Regions from separate parts of the Mus musculus genome. Here all the other regions are linked to region 4. Evidence: chromatin contacts called from public Hi-C and HiCAR-type data. All regions are on one chromosome and are shown on one strand. Each heading gives the region's core, a stretch centred on a gene start, on an enhancer-like site or on the middle of the called end of the contact. The rest is flanking DNA. Distances are from core to core; before and after follow the strand shown.

Region 1 (4,821 bases), core at 2,250-4,749, 450 kb before region 4:
CACTGAGTCATCTCTCCAGCCCCATCAATAGTGATTTTTTTATGTATCATATCTGAGTTAAAACTGCATCTGTACACCAAAGGGTCATCCCATTCTGGTCCCTAATCTACCAGTATTCTTCAAAAGAGTTCTTGGCAAGGTGAGATTCTTTGCCCTTAAGCTCAAGTTCACAGAAATTTGAACCTCACACTTACTCTCATCATCAGGAGTGGCACAGAAGAGCCCATCAGTTTCCTCAACTCCTCACATAGTTCCACCCAGGGATTTCCAGGCTGAATTCCCACCATCATAATAAAACCAGGCAAATTGTCACTGCTTGCTTTTCCCAAAGTGAAAAAAGTCATGGTCCAGTATGTAGCCTTCCTTGATGAGAGCTGTATGCCGTGCTGTAAATGACTCTGCAGAACATGGGAGAGCTTAAGAGCCACACTGCCTGGACACACGGCCGGTTCTTTCCCTGCTGTATGCTCCTTGCATTTGCCTCCTAGTGACACACACATTCCTCAATAGTGTCTCATTATAAACAAGCCTGTTGCAAGACCCTGATAAAACCTTCCCTGTCAGTACTCAAGGGAAGAAGGTCCACACGGAAACCACATCTGGAAGATAGGCTCCTCTCTTTTAGAAAGAGATCTTGCTTCTAATATTAGGAGACGTTTACGTTATCAAATGGAAGTGCTCATGTTGTTTGCCACCGGATGTAAAGCACAGTAGAGCATGAGAACGGGTAGGGGACAGACATGGCTATAGGCGTCTCTGGGTTTAGAACATCTTAAGAGATTTTTACTTGTCCTTTAAGGGAGCCTAAATTTGTCATAAAACTAAGCTGCTTCTGGCACTCTGGTTTCTTTTCTTTCCTGTGTAGAAGTCTGGTTTAGAATATAGATTATATCAAACCAGTAGCTTAGAGGGATAGTCAGCTGGTTATTTAAATGAGGAGGGCTTTGAGGTGGCCCCAAACTTGAGAAAGATAAGAGCTTAGCCGTGTATTTGGAACCAAAATAACTAGCCCAGAGCACAACCACTTAATTTTCATCAGCATAATAATATTGACCTTGTAGATATCATTGCATGCAAATTCTTCTGGAATGTTCTTTTGAGTATTGAGGCTATATTCATAGGTTGGAAACTACTTGAGAAGATCTTCTATATCTCTAACTTCTACCACCAAGGTCCTTGTACAATGCCTGAAAAACAGCTAAGCAACAACTTACCCTCTGAGCCCTAGGTGAAACCAGATCTCTTTATAGAAGAAGCCTACAGCATGGAGAAGAGAGCCCAGAACCCTTAGACTCTTGGTGAGGCAGGTTATAGGATGCCATTTCCCCTCCTCTTTGCAAGATCTCAGAGTTTAGTTTTAGAAGCAGACTTTCAAACTAAAACTGTGGATTTGATGCGAGTTACAGTAGGACTTCAAGTGCAGATGACTGTCTTTTCAAGAAGGTGGCAAGACTGTGCAGAGATGCAGATGCACTGCAAGACGGTGCAGAGATGACTCAGAGGAAATGAACTATGGGCTGGGAGGAAATATAAGGCAGATCTCTTCCAGGGCCAAGGGAAGATGTTCAAGAGTAGAGGTGGTCCTGGAATGTCACTGGGTAGGCATGAAGGGTGTCTGTGAACTCAGGGGATGCTGAGTCTTCCTTAAAGTCACAGGGTTATTGATACTGGGTACAGATTGTAGGGAGAGCTTCAGGTGGGCTCAATAGTAGTGGGGAAGAGAAGAAGAAGTCTGGGCACGAGGGCAGCGCTTTAAGAGAGATGAATGCTGACAGAAGTCAGTCTTGCCAAGGGGAAGGGCTATAACTATGTGGGGAGTGTTAGTTTTCTACATCCTTTCAGATTTGGATGGAGGTGAGTAAGGAGGAAGTTTGATGCCACAGGAGCGTACTGTATGATGCTTATCTGATTACTGTGAGCCACGGAAGGGAAGCAGGAAGCAGACACAGCTGGAACGCTGCTGCTATAAGGTATCTCAAGCTGTAGATAGCAGCACGAAGGGAAGGAAGAGGGAGTCTTTCAGTTCTCACCAGAGGTGCTCGGGTCCTGAAGGGTAACCCACTGGGACAGAGATGTGTGTGAGCATGGGCATCGGTACTCTTTCTCACAGATACCCAATGTGATTCAAAGGCCAGGTTGCAGAGGGAGAGCTCATAGAGTGAGCTCTTTAGAAACCATGAAGTAACTGATGGCGATAGCAGGGGTTTTGTTTAAACCAACCAGCCCAAACAGCTTCTGGAATGAGTGGTTCTTAAAATTGTATGTGCCACGAGAAAAGAAAGCTTGTAAGGAAGGCGGATTCCCAGGCCCCATCTCTACCACTTTAGATTCTTTGTCTCTCAGGAGGTCCGGGGCACTGGCTCTCCCTGCTGCTTGGTATGGCAGAGGTTGGCAGGCCTTACTGTCCACCCAGCTAAGGCTTCTCTCCACAGAGAGCTGGATGAGCCCATGGAGCCTAAAAAGGCCACCCAGGGGCACGCATAGCCTGACTTCCAAAAAAGAAAAGCATGTATTTACAATGAACTCTGTACTGAAAAATAGTCAGACCTAGTGCTTTTTGGTTCCCAGACAACGGAGGATTGGCACCTGATAGGCAGGAGGCCTGAGCTGGTGCAGGGGTGGGATGTGGGGTGGGGTGTGTGTGGGGGGGAGTGTGTGTGTGAGGGGGCTAGAGACAGGCTTCCGGTGCTTGCTTTTTTCTTTGTGAAAGGGTCTGCCTTCTCAGTGGCTATACCACAGTGGGCTGCTCTGTTGTGCTGGGAGCCTCCTGGGGGAGGCTGAGCTCTGCCAATCCCCTCCCCCTCCCCATCCTGCCGCTGGCTCAGCTCCTGATTAATTCAGGGGATCCTGGGAGGTTAACCCTTAATTTGATGGCTCCAGCGGGGGAGCTGAGAGATTGCTGGTAATTCATCACCCTTGTTTTATTTTTTTTTTAATAGAAATATTTTCTAAGGCAACAAGTAAAAATTCCCTTTTAAAATCCACATTTAATATACATTAGATAGAGCATCCTCTCCTTACATGACTGGGTCCTCCAAACATAAGTTACTCCTCATCTATCTCTTTTAACAAAGTTCAAATACATAACATGGAAAACAGAACTATAACTAGAGCCAAAGGTCTCAAAATGGGCCCAGATCCCATATCTGCCTCTTGTTCCCTCTGGAGAAAACAGCCTTTCTTCTACCAAAGATAAGATATATATATTTTTTATTGGGATAGTTTAACTAAGCTGCCAGATCTCCTTAACGAGATTATGTAAATGTATGCCAAGGATATAAACCACATTTTCTCTGAGAGTGGAACACTTCAAATATCATTTAATAAAACAGGACCATGGTAGAAACACCTCTATAAATTGTTATGTGGCAAAGTGAGAAGACGGAGCTGTACACATCTGATCAAATTTCACCTGATTCAGTTACTATATTAAAGTCTCCTAGAGAAGGACAGAGCACCATTGTGCTGTAGGAGAGGGCAAGTTTCGCATCCCCTGTCAGTTGGTGTGGAGGATGGGCATCACCCTTCCTGGCCCCCCAGAACCCCTGGTGGCTTAGCGCCACTGACAGGGCAGAGAGGCAGTTCTTCTCAATATAACAGGCTTCGATTGTATCTTCCAACCATGTTGGGAAACAAAGAAGATTTGGAACAAGTCTCATGCCAGGCAAGGGATGAAAACTGGCTTCCTATTTCCTCCTCCTGCTCTACTTCTCAGAGAGAGATGCTATGATATGTGATACACTGTCTTTGGAACCCATAGGCTCATAGCTTACTGGGAAAGATCTAATAAATTCTATGTTTGGCTAGAAACAAAGGCAAGGGTATGTTCCTGGCCCTCGATTAACTCCTTGCTACATTCGGCATACATTTCCTGAGTTCAACAACCAGTCATATTCTGCATCTCTTATTTTTGTCTCAAGTTTGCTAGCAGAATTTTATATTGATGTTCTAAACTATAACAAAGCCAATGAATGTTCAAAGCCAGCCGAGAGGTGCTCCCTGCATGAAGACAGCAGTCCCAGCCAAGAGGAAACATGAAGGTGGCCTCACAAAAGGGCACGTGTCCTGCCCCTCCTTCATCATACAGAACTATGGGATGATAACGCGTGTGTTTTGACCAGAAAGGAAAACGTTAAGAGATGATTTAGATACCGAGTGTCGCCAGCTCTTCTCTCCCTCAGTTATAGAAGTTAGAGAATTAAAAAGAGTTAGCCACATGGACTTGACAGCCAAGCTGACCATCAGTGGAGGGCAGTCTCCTCAGGAGGAGGAGTTTTTAAATTTTCCTCTTAAAGGAAAAACATAAGTAATAATGTTTATGCTTGATAGTTAAAGTTGTTTAAAGCAAACAGGTAGGTCAGTTTTAAACTCCAGTATTCCACGAATTTAGATATAACACTCCTTAATGATCAAACCCAGTAATTACTTGCCCAGTGCTTTCCCTACCAATTCAGGATGAAATGTCAGAGGACATTTTCCTCTATTCTTTTCCTAAATATATACGTGTGTGTGTGTGTACATGTACACACATGTCTGTCAGCCTCTCTGTCTGTGTACATATATAAACGAATTGATCAAACTTAGGACTTTAACTTTCCAAAGACCCATGCACTGACATGGGTCATTATCCATTCAGCAGATGCAATTCCAACAGTCTCGGGCCTTCTGTGTGAGCCGCCAGCTCATTTGCTGCGTTTGGTTTATTCAGCCATGATTAGAGATAGTCATTTACAGTCACACATTTGGAAACTCCTTAACCAGCTTCTAGCAGTTTCTTTTCCGAAGCTGTTTAAATAGATGAGGGTGGAGTGTCAGCAGCGA
Region 2 (5,164 bases), core at 2,320-4,819, 310 kb after region 4:
GCTGCTCCAGATGTCAGCACTTGAAGTGGTTATTGAGTATAGGTGTCCTTGCTGCAGAAATGACATTCAAAATCCAAAAGTTGCTTGTAGAACAACAAATAGATTTTCACTTACAAGCAATCCAAAACTAAAAAACAGATGAAATTCAAAATGTACAATTTTATATGAAACTCAAATAACTTCAGATTGTGATTTGGTCTGATCAGGCTTAGGTGCCTGTTTGCTCTTAATGAGGCAAAATTATGAGCCAGGTATCCCCAGCAAGGATAACAAGTCATTGAGGGGGAAAACTTGTTTGAAGCTGTTTATAAAAGAACATCCACTCTTCTCCATGTCTGGTTCTGCAATTAACTCAAGGCAAAGGTCTTGAACAGATGAACGTATCCTGAGACTGCTTGCTTTAGAGTCTGCTCCATCCTGGACACTCTCAAAACCTCTTCCCCACATCACAGAAGGGTCCCAACCATCACCCCTCTCATACTCCATACCCCGAGCAAAGTCCACTTACCTCAGATATAAGCAGGAGGGCAATGTTTGATCAAACTAATTTGCAAGAATGTCCTCAACACCATTCAGGAGAGGACGCGCACTGTCCAGAGAGACAAGGCACACAGGACATCACTGGTTTCAGTTGAATGGGTGGGTATCTTGCTCAAGTGTTCTGTGCCACCCTGAGTTAACATTGCTGTCACACTCCTGTCACTCTCCTTCCCCAACTCACAGTTCCCTATGACCTTTCTAAATCATGTTAGTGAAAAGATATGAAAGCTTTGTGATGTGTCAGGGTGCTATTTCTCCCTCGACCTGTGGCAACTTCCACAGTAGACACAGCATGGGTTTTAAGGAGGCTAGGGGTAAGTGGGGCAACTGGCTGAATTTACTGTGGGTCATTTGAACTTTGGTGACCATCTGTACTTACAGGGTTGAATACTTTAATTAAAACAGAAAAAATTGTGACTACAAGGATTTAAACTGTTTTGTTTGTTTTTAATTTTGTTTTGTTTTTATGCTGTAGACAGATTTCAGGAAGGGCCATGTGTGTGTTTGCATGTAAGAGAGACAGAGACAGTCAGACAGAGATACATAGAAACCGTGAAAGATAGTAGGTGGAGATTTGATGTGGGAGAGAGGTAGGGAAAGTATGGAGAGAGAGAGAGAGAGAGAGAGAGAGAGAGAGAGAGAGAGAGAGAGAGAGAGAGAGAGAAGCAAGCTAGTGCTTAATCTTTAGAATCCCAATCTTCAAAGATAACAGTAGAAATGACTTTTTTTAACCAAGAAAAGCCTGTTTCTAAAACGAAAGTATGAAGTAGCTTTAGTTTGGGCCAATTTTACAAAGGCAGTTGTTTTTATTTTTTTCTTTCTTTGTATGTTTGTTTGTCTGTTTTTACTACATGGGATATCTCAGGCTAACCATCAGTCCTGCTGATGATGCCTGACACTAACACATAAAGACTCATGAGCACCGAGCACACCTCAGCACATGCCATGCAGACTGAAATGTTTGAAATGGGTTGAAAAGCAGCATCGTGAGTTCTTCACAGTGAGACATGAATCCCACTGCATTGTGGACAAGCAGAAGAAATAAAATACATTCCAGAAAAACATACATACATACATGCGAGTCACTGAGGACATAGTGTGTCTGGAAAGTATCTATGGCCAACATAGATCTCACAAGGCACCCCTTCTTCCAGTCTGCCTGCCGGAGTCTTACTTTCTAAGTGATTTCCCTTCCTCTGCAAAACGAGACATTCTTAGTAAATATTATCCTGGAAAACTGATCCATGTAACCTCCAGTACTGATTCTGAAAGTGTATATTCATTTCATTAAAAGAAGACTTCAGCAACTGCTATCATCACATCACGACTGACCTGAGGCACAGCGGATAGGACACCCCTGCAAGTGGTCACTTCTGGGATGATAAGAGTGTTGGTCTTAGGGTGAGTTTATCTACTGAGTCTTTCTCCCTCCCATAACCCCCCTCAAATAGGCTGAACCACTAACCTCCTAGTGCTTTCCAAATGTTATTTGGAAATAGCATTTTCGAATACAGTTAAAATGCAGTTATTAACTGGGGTTGTGATTGTTTGAAAATGCTTGGGCCAGAGAGTGGCACTATTAGGAGGTGTGGTCCTGTAATAAGTGTGTCGCTGAGGTGGTGGGCAATGAGACCATATCCTCATAAACATATGAGAGCCAGTCTTCCTTCTCCTATCTGCCTTCGGAACAAGAGGTGGAACTCTCAGCTCCTCCAGTGCCAGGCCTGCCTGGATACTGTCATGCTTCCTGCCATGATGATAATGGACTGGACCTTTGAACCTGTAAGCCAGCCCCAATTAAATCTTGTCCTTTGAAGAGTCACCTTGGTCATGATGTGTCTTCACAGCAATGAAACCCTAATTGAGACAGGGGTCCTAAACAATATGGACTATATATTAATACAAAGGAAAAATGTATGCATAAATATAACAGACAAATGGAGCCTCATATACATAAATGCCATGTGAACATGGAAGTAGTCATTTTGGTACCTCAAGGAACCAAAGAAAAATATCAGCCCATCACTAAACACGAAGACAGATAATGAAAATGCATCTCCCAGGTAGCCTTATGAAAGAGCCAGTCTCGCTGGTCCTTACATCCGGGGCACACAGCCTTGAGGATGGCCCAAAAGCTACACTGTTTAAGCTGCCCAGTGTGTGTCACCTGGTTTCAGAGGGCCTGACTACAACGGAGTCATTGTAGTTGCATGAAGCTGCCTGGATGTATGTTTTCACTAGCAATGAAAAAATCCGGCAAAAACAACCATTTGCAGAAGTGAAAGGAAACCATGAGAGTTTGTACAAAATGGACATGGTACGTCAGGTGTCTGGGTTGGGAAATCAACCAAGCCACAGAGCTTGAGGTTAACAGAAGGATGAGAGGCGCCAAGAACAAAAATGGTAACGACCTTGCACTTCCCTCCAACAACTCTCACTCCACAGGTGTTAATTTAACCAAACTCCAGCGTGTGGGAGGGAGAACCCAAGTTCACCTGCTTGCCCAGTAACAGCTTCTGATTCTTGTTTATAATTTCCTTGACATTAAAAGCATTTTATTAATGTCCTAGTCTCTATCTAACCTAGTTTTGGAAACATAAATTTGTCCCTACTATTCCAAATACGCTCATAAAACAATAGAGATCAAAATATTTGGATTATTATTAGATAAAATACAATTGAAATATTAATCTATGTAATCCTCAGCCTCACTACACTATCTTCTGGTCCTGTCCCCAAGGTCTGCTTTCAGCCAGATTTAAGTACATAGGGCTACTGTGCCTGGTATTCTTTTCTGAACCATAACAGAACATTAATTTTTAAATATATCTTTCTAGAAAGTTTTCTACAGGTAAATATTTGCATAGTCATCTATAATCCTAACTCCCTGTGCATAATTTCCCCACCGGGCCAGAGTTTTCATAACACGATTAAGCTGCATTCTTTTGTCTTGTGTTACATATAGATAGGAACACTGAGCTTCAGCCATGGTACAGCAGACGTTTGAGCTTAGAACTCTTTGTTTTCCCCCATTAACAATTGCTTTTTCAGTCTGATGCAACAAATTCTATATGCATGTGCCAATTCAACTTTTAAAATCACTAAGCAATATACATGTAGAGGGTGGGATGATAGTTTAAGCTTTTTCGTGTATGCGTGTGTGTATTGTGGTGTGAATGTGTATGTGTTGGGCAGGGGGGACACATATGTGCATGTGTGTGTTCCCGTGTGGGGAAGCCTAAGGTTGACACTGGGATTCTTTCTTTCTCAAAAGCTCTCCATCATATACTTTTAGACAGGGTCCTTCAACGGAACCCAGAATTCTCCTGGGATCCAGGGTCTGCCCTGTACAGGTAGATCCCATGCCCTCATGACATTATACCAGTTCTGGAGAGCCAAACCCCTCACATGTGCAAGGCAAGCATTTATCCACAAGGATCTCCTGAGCCCCAGACTTTTTGTATTAATGTATCTTGTGTGTGGAGTACAGTATGATCAGTGTTTCTCCAGACCCTTGGGTTTAATCAACACAATTTTCTTCTGAGGACACACTTGTGGTAATCAGTCTTGAAGATGGTCCCCTGTGATCTCTACCTCTTAGCCATTCACACTCCGTATGCTTTGTCATCTTCCACCCACACTAGACCAGGCTCAGCCTCTGACTAGAGAATATGTTATAAGATGCCCAAGATGGAGTTTCAAAGGACCACAGCTTCTACTTGGATCTCCCCCCTCTTCCTCACTCACTCCCCAGCTCCTCCCTACATCTCTCCCCTCCCTCCTCCTTCCTGCTTTTCTCTTCCCTCCCTTTCATTTGCTCACTCTGATGCCAATCTAGTGCCATTTTGAGGGCACTTGGAAAGCCTGTGGAGAGACCTAGGAGGTAAAGAATTGAGACTACCAAGGAACAACCACAGGCAGGCACGACTGTCAATCACCACACCCACTGAACCTCATTAGAGGAGAGCACTGCAGCCTCCTGAGACCCTGAGACCCTGAGTCTGAACCACCCCAGGAGGTACAGGCAGAGTCCCACCCCTCAGAAACTCTCTTAGCCAGCAAATGTGATTTAAAGCATAGAACTGTTCCATAGTAATCTCTACTGCTGGACTCAGAAAATCTATAATCTATAATTATATTTCAAGAATAAAACTGATAAATTAACTGATGCAATAAAGTATGTATGTAAGACATTTAATCTCCTCCATAATTTTAATACCAATGGTCACATCAAAACATTTGTATACATTTGCATTTGACAGTAGGTACATTGAATTTTTTAATAGTCGATTTTGTTTTGGAAACTGTCATTGCTTTATATTTTTGTTTTTGTTTTTGTTTTGTTTTTCTAATTGCACCTTTTAAAATACACAAACCTTCTCTGGCAGAATAAATAGGCTATCTGCTTATAACAGACATGACCATTAAATCTTTAAGCTCCCTCTATACATATGGAATGTTAAATATCTTCATTGAGATATCTCAAGTTTTCCAATGTAACAAGTGGATTGTTTTTAATTTAAAGAAATGGCCAAAGTTCTAGGGACGGGCCTCCATCAGTCACAGTGCCGCATATCTATGGGCTCAGAATTCAGGACACTGAGTGAGACAGGGTACTCAAGCC
Region 3 (5,007 bases), core at 2,192-4,691, 470 kb before region 4:
GCCCACGGGCATCAGTTTCCTGTAGTCATGGTGCCACGGGGTCTCAAAGATCATGTGTCTCCCATTCACTGGTTGTTCTTATTAATCTCAGGGTGGGTCTTCAGGTCATCCATGAAAGATCTACCACACATGAGACCAAGGTGTGGAAGCCTGAAGGCTGGCCTTTGATGCCCAGACCGCTTTCTTCCTATCCATAAGGAATTTGATGAGCTAGAGTTACCAAATGCTTGTGGGCTGTTACTTTTCAGCTCAGGGGTAGATTAATAATGTTGATCCAAACTCTTCTCCTATTCCTTGATATTTCTGCCATCACAGGCAGAGTGGGAAGCCATGAGGTAGTCTAAAGGACTCTTGTAGAAATTACACAGTAACCAATAAAAATAGATAAATAAATAAATACCATTGTGTGTTTCTCAAGAAAATACACAATAACCAGTAAATAAACCCCAGGGAATGTGAATAACAAACATAGATACCCTCAGAGCTCTATGATGCACCAACATGGTAGACATGGCGTCTAACCTATAGTGAATGTTTACTGCCATTTATTTCTTCATAATGGCACCACCACTTTTGCCCAGCAAAAGAGCATCTGTGTCTGGTTCTATTTTCTGTTTGTCACAGGTAGTTTCATAGCTTTCTATAGTAGCAGTAGTGACGATTTCATAGAAAGACTTCAGAGAACAGATTCCTTGACATTGGGGCCTCCATGAAAAGATCACAACCAAAGGGGACCATCCGGTCCTCATGAAAATCAGCCCTCGGAGAAAGCCACACTAAACACACACACACACACACACACACACACACACACACACACACACGCTGGAGAGATGGCTCCACAGTTAAGAGCACTGACTGCTCTTCCAGAGGTCCTGAGTTTAAACTCCAGCAACCACATGGTGGCTCACAACGATCTGTAATAGGATCTGATACAGATCTGGGCGGTAGTGGTGCACGCCTTTAATCCCAGCACTCAGGAGGCAGAGGCAGGTGGATTTCTGAGTTCGAGGCCAGCCTGGTCTACAAAGTAAGTTCCAGGACAGCTAGGGCTACACACTGTCTCAAAAAAACAAAACAAAACAAAACAAACAACACATACACTTTTACCTTTAGAGAGAAAGGATAGCAGAAGAGGTCAAAAAAGGAAACAAGAAAGCAGATAGATGAAAACCCTCGTAAGTGGCATCCATTAAGGCCTCTCTAGAGCAATAATCATTAGCGTCTGATTGATATGGTGTAGAAAGCAAGCACATTCATGCCTCCAAGCCATCACCAAAGTGTGCAGAGCACTGAAGGGCCGGTGTGCTGATGAGTTCTGCTTGTTAACACTGCGGCCAGCCCCATTCGGCTGTCTCTAAGAGAAATGGGACTCAGGTAGCCTTTGTCGAAATTATCAGCCAAAGGGCACCAACTTCCATTCATTAGCTCTACTGGAAGGTTTTCTAGTCAGTGCACATGTGGATCCTGCTTGGTGCCTTTAGGACAACAGAGGCCTAAGAGTGGAATTACGGTGGTGGGCGGGAGCCAAGTGCCGTGATAGCTCTGTGACAAGACCAGTAGAGAACGTTCCTGAAGGCTTGCCCTCAAACCCAAGCCATCCAGTCACTTTACGGCTTGTTGGAATCTCAGTTGAAGAACAGACTTAAGGAAAGGGAAGGAAAAGGTACCTTGTACCAGCATTTAGGAAGCAGTTGAATTTGGACTGCTATGATACAAAGTTTAAAAACATAAAACTTGACTAAAAGCCCAGAGTGGCAGGCAAAGGAGTTACTATCATCGTCGTCGTTGTCGTCATTATTATTATTTTAATTACACTGAGATTACCAGTGCTCTGGCAAAGTGGCTCATCTTGCTTACCAAAATTTGAGTATCCAGAGAACAAATACCTGTGCAGAAGGTTGAGGAGATCAAAACGATGGAATGCGTAGGAAGCAAAGGGTCCGTGCTATTCCCCTCTGGCTCTGTTTGCTTCCCCAGGGACTAGAGTGCAAGGGCAAAGGTGGGGGCATAAGGAGATGATTTCTAGGATGCAGCAGCTTTAGGCAAATGTCTCTGGGTGGAACTTGTCCCAGGAAGGAGAGCAGCTCTGGGGACAGGGCTGCCCAAAGACTGACAATCTGAGATTTAGTGGGCTTTGATCATCTCCCATTTCTTTGAATCTTGCAGGAAGCAGAGCACCCTGCCTGTCCTTGTCCCTGTCCGAAGACAGTGCTCATGACCTGCCGGCTATTAGCCTCAGTGCATGCAGTTTATAACGAGAGAGAAATGTAATGGAAAAGGTACCTAAGAAGATAATTCACCCAGATGATGTTCTTCTCATTTGCATTCTTCGCATTAATAGCTATGGTGGCACTAGACTGTATCCAGATGTAGCCTCCATTCTTCTGCATCCAGCGGTAGTACTTGGTCACACACTGACCCTTATTCAGCACTGGGGTAGGGTAAAGAGAGATAAAACAAAACAGAAGGTGTAGTATTAAGATGGGGCATAGAACGGTTTTCATTTCTGCCCAACCTGAGACCAAAGCTTGGGGAGCCCAGCGTATGCCTGACTTAAGATGCTATTAGCACAAATGAAATCAACATCTCATTGGAGCAGCAGCTGCCTAGCTGGGGTTCCTGGCATCTGTAGTGAGGCTATATTCCCTTCTGGGCAGCCGTGGTGGAAAAGGAAGAATAAAAGGGCTACTAATCTTTTTGGCTCAGAGCACACCTAATGTGGTGTGGATATTGTCGGTGGGTTTAACATCAGATGGTAAGAAAGGCAAATCTCTGCCTGATTTATGCATAGCTCCTCCGAGTTGCCCTCCTTGAGATTCTGGTTATCTGAATGGTTCTGAAGATGCCTTCCCCCCCCCCCCCCCCGTCTTTGATCACTTCCCTTCAGCCTGAGCAATATCAAACCCGTGTCCTTAGCCATCCGTTCCTTTTGATCTTGTCCTACAGAATTTATAGTCCTTGGATGAAGTAAATTTACATTGGTCAGCCAGGGTAAATTGTGGTGAGACAGCTGAAGGTTGGAACAAAATATATCCCCGGGTTGAGTCAGAGAGAGACACTGGCCTAAGAGAGAGAGGCACAGCACTGACTTGACTTGAGCCAAACAGAGTGACAGCTCCAGCCAGACGCTGAAATATGGCACAAAATGATGGAACAAGTAAAAACAATCAGGAATGTGAACCGGTGCCTTTAAATACCCACTGTAAGAGAGCTTTAAAATGCAGATGTTTAAAAATGATAGTCTAACCAGAATCTTGCCAAGTTGAAATAGATTTGATTTGTATCTGGGTTCTCCTGAGCTAGTAAAAAGGGAAACTGTAGTAAATCACCCCCTAAATAAAGTGCTATGGAGGGGAATGGTTTGAGAGTATGCAGGGAAGGCTCTGCTTCAGGACGTGGAGACCACTGCTCACGCCCCCACAAAAGCTCACCAGCCTGCCGGCCACTAGAGGGCAGTGCGCACTCGTCTACATGCCCCACTTTTGGCATGTCCTTGTCTCCGTCTGCTAAAATGAAAAACCTCTAACTGCTGTAATAAATTTGGCTAAATTAGCTGCTAAATGGTTATCTCAAGTAATATGTATTTGCATTAATCATCTTGCTCTAAACCAGAACAAGCCAGAGTCCTAAAGACGTAGTAAATTCATATTGTCCATTTAATTACGGCTAATAAGTGCTTCATATACAATAGTTTCATGAAGTACATTTTGATTTTTTTTTGGGGGGGGGTGGATGGAAAAAGGGAGTCACTGTGGGAAAGAGTAACATTCCAGGCGGGTGAACCTCTTCCTTCATCTGAGAGTGGCCACTAATCAACCCCTACGTTCTGCATCCATAGTGGACAGACTTTCATGTTTTTCTCCCATTCTCCCCCCTTTTTTCTCACGATATGTTAAATGAATGGTTGTAAAATTTAATAATTATGTCTTCACTGTTGCTTGAAAAAGCCCTAATAAATGCTTCACACAGGGGCAAGTTTTGTTCTAAAGCTACTACCCAATGCAGGGCGTTGGAAGGCTGGGGGGCCATCACCTGCCCTTGGTGGTGGACTTCCACAGGTAGCATTGTGCCCTCCTTTTGTTGGTGACAGTAAGTTCTGCCATTCTGTATGCATGGCTTTCCAGGCTACCAAACTCCTAGTGGAGGCAGAAAGTGGTGAACTGCCAGGCGTACCACACGGCTCTCCTGTTAAACCGCCGTGGCATGCAACACAGGGTGCTCTCATTCAGAGCTGCTGGGCCTGGGTGACTTTTACCTGAGGACAGTGGCTTGCGCAAGTCTATGCAGAGGAAATCACCACACTCCAATCTGGTTGGTGACATAGTTCTTTCTATGTGCTTTCTAAGCAGAGTAAAGGATGATTCCTAATGGTTTTAGTATTTTTAACAAAGACAAAAAGACTAAAAAAAAACCTTTTTGCAGAATCATGTGAAAAAAAAAATTGAATTGGCGAGCAAGGCTGGCATTTCTTGGGTGGAGAATCTGAACCAGAGTGGAACCCAGAACAGGCAACAAACAACAGAAAACACCAACTCTAGAATATAGAGACTGAGAGGGTTAAATCGAAGAAACAAATAAGATCAAGTTAGAATGTAAAGAATCAACAGAATGACCACTCCACCCCCCATGCGGCTCCTCACTTAAAAACACCAACCTTCCTGACAGTTTTCAGATAAACACGTTTCTAATACAAAGAGCTGATGCAATGCTGTCTTTAGACAACGAGGGAGGAGGGCTTGGTCTGCTTAAAGGGCATTTGCTGAGAAGATAAATACAAATTTATTAGGGTCCATGAATACATTAATTCAGTCTTTCATTAAATCCAGGCTCAGGGATGCCTCGCCAAGAATACATTCCTGAATGACAAAGAGGCAGACAGGTGACTTCTGATGTGAAGAGGAGGCCAGGTGAAGGACTGAACACAAGGATTTCTTCCGCTCAGCACTGTGGCTGTTCTTGGGTCACTGGTGAATGGCACAGGTTTCAGAGGTCATAGTGCACAAC
Region 4 (5,029 bases), core at 1,887-4,386:
AGTGAGCCTAGCAACACAAGCAGGAGCACCTCGGGCTGTGTGAGACAGAGCTCTTCGCCACGGCCAAGGTTGCTTTCAGGGATGTATTTCTTCCTGGACTGCATATTTCCTTCTGTTGAATTTCAGTCAACTCCATGGTACATAACACCATCCGTCTTATTTCATCTTTTTAACAGGGACTTGATGAGGTGACACAGGACTGATTCTTAAAAACACATTACCTGCTATGTGAGCCATTGTGTGACAGGAAGAGCTACCTTAGTGACAGGCACCTGACAGCAGATTTGTTGATTTCATGGTCACTTCATTTAAAGTAACAACAGGGTGAAGTATACCATCTGATAATCTGTTTGAATGTTGACTGTGAAAAGCACTTAGCATTTCTGCCACCTTCTGTGACTACAGAATCTGGTCTTCAATATGTGAGGGTCTGTCTTCCTCTTTAATTGTTTTTTAAAAATCAAATTTCTTCCCCCTTCCCTCTTTTCATACAGGAAATTCCCCCACTATTCTCTGGAAATAAGTTTATATGAACACATTTGTTGTTGAGGATAAATTGTTTTTTAAACACAATTTTTAAGATGCTAGCTTGAAGCCAATGACGTCAGCAAAGACTTAGGACAGAGGTCCAGATGTCCAGAATGCACGACCTTTCTTAAACATCATTTAACATCTCTAAATCCCACAGACGGTGTGACATGAACATTACTCCTTACTTCTCTACCTGTTTGCTAAATGATCTGGCCAACTAACCCAAATGTCATATTTCAAAACATCTTTATGGCTACATCTTTTTCATTATTCTCATAAAGGTAGAACACCACTTCTAAAATACTTATGATCAAAAGTATTTGTAGTTTCAGATTTGAGAATTTTTTTAAATTAAGTTTTAGAGTATTTATATAGACTTCACTATTTCACAACAATCTCAGGCAGAAAGACTGATATCCCAAATGCTCTGTAATCCAAAGAAAGCTCTTGAGTGACAGACCACACCCAATTCTGGGCTTTGGAGCCTTCCAGATTTTAAGTTTTCAGATTAGGGTGGCTCAACATGTATCTGTAAAAGCAAAACCAACCAGGATCATAGCCAAGGCGTGCAGGCAATGGCTCTGCATGGATCAAACACTACTGGGACTCAGCAGGGACACTGGGTGCCGAGGAGTCTGCCTCCCTCTGTAGGGAGATGACTCCTCCCATCCCTGCAGAAAGCTGTGTGCTAGCCTTTAATGTGCCAAGAGATGGCAGAGCCACAGAAAATAATTATCACCATGTTAATCACAGTAATAATTTGTTCTTGTAAAGCATTTCGCAGTCCATTTACAAAAATTAGGCAGTAAACGTAGAGTCTGCTAAAGAAAATCAACGGTTAAACTCGCCAGAATGGCTGTTTCTTTTCAAGTGGGTACTATGCCTAGCAGAGAAAAAAAAAAATGTCTGCTCTTCACTGCTTCACTGGGCCATTATGGCCCATTAGAAGAAAGGGTTAATTTCAGGCCATTTTACAAAACACTCTAATCCTCTCAGGAACCTAAGAATTACCTGTGCTGAGCCTGAAAATATCATACCCTAATTGCTTGGAATCTCACACCTACCCCAGCTCAGCCTGGCCACACAGCCCACACACGGAGCCTCTTGGTCATCAACACACTTGAAGCTTCTTAAACAACATTAAATAGGAACCAGAAACAGCCCAGTTAAAACGTACACTTTCCCTGAAAGATTTTTGACATATTCAATGCTTGTGAAAGCTGAGGGGCTGACGGCTTAGTCAAGTACAGTTGAGTGAGCAGGCTGCCAGGCTCCTCGCTCTACCTCCAGGGCAGGTGAACCGTGACACGGAGGTCTAGCCTCTCCTGCCTCCTCAGTTCATTTTTCCAGAAAAGAGGAAAGAGAAAGAAAAGAAAACCAACTTCCTCCTAACTATTGTTTGATGATTTCTTTGTTTAAATAAACATCTCAATAGATGTAGGCACTCCTAGAAATTGTCGACTCAATGGCTTTATTCGAATCTATGCTAGGCAGTTAATTTCTCACCAAACTTCCCCTAGAGAGACAGCTGGCTCATCCAAGTTGGAGGGTGTTTTCCTTGCAGTGATTTCTCCTTTTATAATTGATCTCTCTCCGTCGAAGGAACCACTTCACAATTCTTAGCACTGTTTACCAAGGATATAAAAGAAAATGCCAGGTGTACACCAATGAGAACATTTTTATCAAATGTGAACCTGCGCATCATCACAGCCAGAGCAACTACTGCCGCACGCGCTTCCATGTTTATCCTAACTTAAAAAAAAATGCTTCTGTTAAAACCTTTCAAACATGTTGTGCGAAAGAGATATTTGTGGGTTTATTCTTTTCAAGTGCAAACAGATGAAAGGGGGCCTAGGAAAGTACTTAAGAAAGATGTCATTAAATCAGAAGTGACAAATTGACAATTTCCTCTCGGATGATATATTCTCCCTGAAGGTGCGTGCGCGCGCGCGCGCGCGTGTGTGTGTGTGTGTGTGTGTGTGTGTGTGTGTGTGTGTGTGTGTGTATGGCTGTGTCTATACTGTATGTTACTTTAAATAGTTATAAAACAGTACCCGTTTCCAAACTCCGCTACACTCTTCAGACTGCGTACCTGCGAAGCATTTGGTAAAAACCATTGTGTGAACCCAAGCCCCATCACTTCCAGTCTCCACCATCTGGAGGATAATGAAAATGAAATAAGGATCCCAAAGTATTTGGCTTTCTTGTGGTGGGGGGCAGGGCACACCCAAGGTATTAAGTTATTCAAACACCAGTAATGTATGACATTGCACATTCTCACTGTCACGGCCTTTGTTGAAAAGGATTTCCCTGACCTTTCCTGTAACCAGCAAACAAATAAGCCCCCTCTCTCAGCAGGAGAGAGGCACTGGTCCATTAGACATTAAGCAGTTCAATTCAGACAACCCCCCCTTCCATTCTCCTGTCCTTGGCCATGAAGAGGGAACTGGCAGTGGTCCAATCAGTCAGAGAAAAGGCAGGCAAGTGTGATTGCGTAGAGGAGAGCTTGAAATGTCGCAGCAGCAGGGCCAGAGTGCCACAGCAGACAGCACTGAGGGAAGGATGTGGCACTACACGAGGGGTAGTGTTCCAACACCGGAAGGCTGGGGTTTCAGTCTGCCAAACAACATAATGACTCACCCAGGCAGGGAAATATTACCACCATGGGGATATGTGGAGCATCTCAGGCTGAGAGTAATTAGGGACTAAACTACAACAGCATGCTTCAGTGAAGAAATGAGAAAATAGGCAATACCTCTGTCAAGTCCTGATTGGCGAGTGGTAAATGAATCAAGGCTTCTATCATCTTTGGCCAGCAACTGAACTTGCAGCAGAGTTTCAGAATGGAGAAGTGGGCCTACTTTTTCAAGATTTTCATGAAGCAAGACAGCACACAAGCACGTGCACACACACACACACACACACACACACACACACACACACGAGCGCACACACACGCACACACACATGCCCTTGCTAATCCTTCAACATCTCCTACCTCTTGTTATGCTGCCTATAAAAGGCAAAAATGAGCCCAGGATGGCAAATGCTAAAATATCCTTTTATTAATAAGAAAGATATACAAAATGTATACAAGATCTAAAATAAAAAAGCACATGTGCTTAATGAATTTAGATAATGGAATTACTCTACTTATACTATCAGTTGCACAAGTGTAAATTCTCTGGCAAAGAGGACAAATGTTAATTTTTATTTCTTTATATCTTCAAATTGCAGACAATTTGTATTCATTAGACAATGCAAAAACCTCTTTTCCCTCTTAATTGTCAAATGACATTATAATGAAATTGGACAGCCACAGAGTAATCTGTAAGTTAAGGGAGCCACTCCCAGACTGACTGGATGAAACTCAGGCACCATTTAGCCATCAAATAGTTACATGCCGATAAGCTTTCAGTGTAGTGACCAGGTCAGAAAAATCTGTCACACAGAGACAAAGGTTGGTGAGCCTGGAAGGCCTCAGGGTGGCAGGGAGCACCGCCTCTCTGAGGGAGAGTGCCATCTTTGAGAAACCGCATCTGCTGGGTACAAACCTTGGAACCCAAACAGGCTTGTCTCCCCCCTTCTACAGTGGCTGGTACCTCCTCTCCATACTCCCCAAATGCACTGTGCAGTACCACTCTCACCGATGTTGAATAAGGGACAAGCACAAATTATCTATGCTCTCAATATGAACAACCTCTATTAGGCCAGGTTAATAAACTCTAATAGATGTAAGGGCTAATACAATATTCAGCTATTGACATAAACATAAATATAAATTTCAAAGAAAATAACCTACTTTAGTAAAACTACCTGTGCAATAAAAATTAATGAACTCCAAATGATTCTGCACATCTCCACCAAATTGCATTTTCAGGCTCTCATCTTCAGGACATGCTGGGTGGTTTGATGCATTCCCACAATTCATCTTCCTGCTAAGCCAATTTTAATTTAAATGCAATTAAAGGCTCAAAATGAACATTATGTATTAGATAAAGCCTCAAATCTGCAGACTATCATAAATATGATTTTCAGAAAAATTAATTACAAACCATTAGGGTACAAGTCTTCGAACTGCAAATGTTGAGTTAAATTGCAGAATTAGTTTGTTCATTCCATTAAATGTTAAATACTGATTTTGAGCTTTGTACCAATTTAATATCAGTAGGTCAGTTTATGATAAAAATGTTATTTATAGTTGGAAGTTCTAAAGTATCTTACTAATTAAATATTATTTGCAAAGGCATGAAAATAATCAGGAGTCAGTTTTGCACAGATCCTAAGAATATCATTTTTGATATGTGGCTATTTTGTATCATTATATTTCAGGCTTGGCATTCTTTTTTATGCATTTAATATACAGTTTAAATATTCTGCTTTCATTTTGACTTACCGAAGGAATACAGGAAAAAATATTATGGGCTGTCGCTGATACAGTGATTCTAAATTTTAGTTCCTAAGCATTCCTGCCTGCATCCTCTCAGGTTACTGTACT

Evidence for each region. Hi-C and Micro-C count contacts between places; a contact is called where the count stands out from the background. HiCAR-type assays count read pairs that join an accessible place to other places.
Region 1: a contact with region 4 is called in a HiCAR-type map of astrocytes, with 2.8 times the contacts expected there. The contact joins two enhancer-like sites. A contact is called at or near these places in 4 of 115 datasets of contacts at active chromatin or transcription factors (astrocytes, embryonic basal ganglia, embryonic stem cells and 1 more) and 1 of 9 other capture datasets (embryonic stem cells).
Region 2: a Hi-C map of the N1E-115 cell line shows a contact between it and region 4, with 2.9 times the contacts expected there. The contact joins two enhancer-like sites. A contact is called at or near these places in 2 of 484 Hi-C or Micro-C datasets (the N1E-115 cell line and stem cell-derived neural progenitor cells).
Region 3: a contact with region 4 is called in a Hi-C map of the N1E-115 cell line, with 4 times the contacts expected there. The contact joins two enhancer-like sites. A contact is called at or near these places in 4 of 484 Hi-C or Micro-C datasets (the N1E-115 cell line, cerebellar granule neurons, stem cell-derived neural stem cells and 1 more), 5 of 115 datasets of contacts at active chromatin or transcription factors (astrocytes, embryonic basal ganglia, embryonic stem cells and 2 more) and 1 of 9 other capture datasets (embryonic stem cells).

What each region holds. Positions count from the first base shown.
Region 1 is chr12:54,032,774-54,037,594 of GRCm38.p6, reverse strand. All of the region lies in intron 7 of Npas3 (neuronal PAS domain protein 3), which reads right to left. Among named protein-coding and RNA genes, the nearest start is that of Gm35818, 110 kb to the left of the region's middle. Within about 2 kb of position 3,499, at least 36 of the 459 cell types and tissues checked have an H3K27ac peak or open chromatin away from gene starts, as enhancers often do. A contact at or near this core is called in astrocytes and oligodendrocyte precursor cells, where this site is marked.
Region 2 is chr12:53,275,321-53,280,484 of GRCm38.p6, reverse strand. The region is part of intron 1 of Npas3 (neuronal PAS domain protein 3); the gene reads right to left. It overlaps Gm51419 (a long non-coding RNA gene), which reads right to left. Exons shown (of 2, transcript XR_003950183.1): 1 at 1-5,164. Among named protein-coding and RNA genes, the nearest start is that of Gm51419, 25 kb to the right of the region's middle. Within about 2 kb of position 3,569, at least 2 of the 459 cell types and tissues checked have an H3K27ac peak or open chromatin away from gene starts, as enhancers often do. A contact at or near this core is called in the N1E-115 cell line, where this site is marked.
Region 3 is chr12:54,059,410-54,064,416 of GRCm38.p6, reverse strand. Npas3 (neuronal PAS domain protein 3) reads right to left here. Exons shown (of 12, transcript NM_001370962.1): 10 at 2,287-2,434. Among named protein-coding and RNA genes, the nearest start is that of Gm35818, 80 kb to the left of the region's middle. Within about 2 kb of position 3,441, at least 8 of the 459 cell types and tissues checked have an H3K27ac peak or open chromatin away from gene starts, as enhancers often do. A contact at or near this core is called in the N1E-115 cell line, where this site is marked.
Region 4 is chr12:53,585,893-53,590,921 of GRCm38.p6, reverse strand. The region is part of intron 3 of Npas3 (neuronal PAS domain protein 3); the gene reads right to left. Among named protein-coding and RNA genes, the nearest start is that of Gm35614, 240 kb to the left of the region's middle. Within about 2 kb of position 3,136, at least 61 of the 459 cell types and tissues checked have an H3K27ac peak or open chromatin away from gene starts, as enhancers often do. A contact at or near this core is called in the N1E-115 cell line, astrocytes and oligodendrocyte precursor cells, where this site is marked.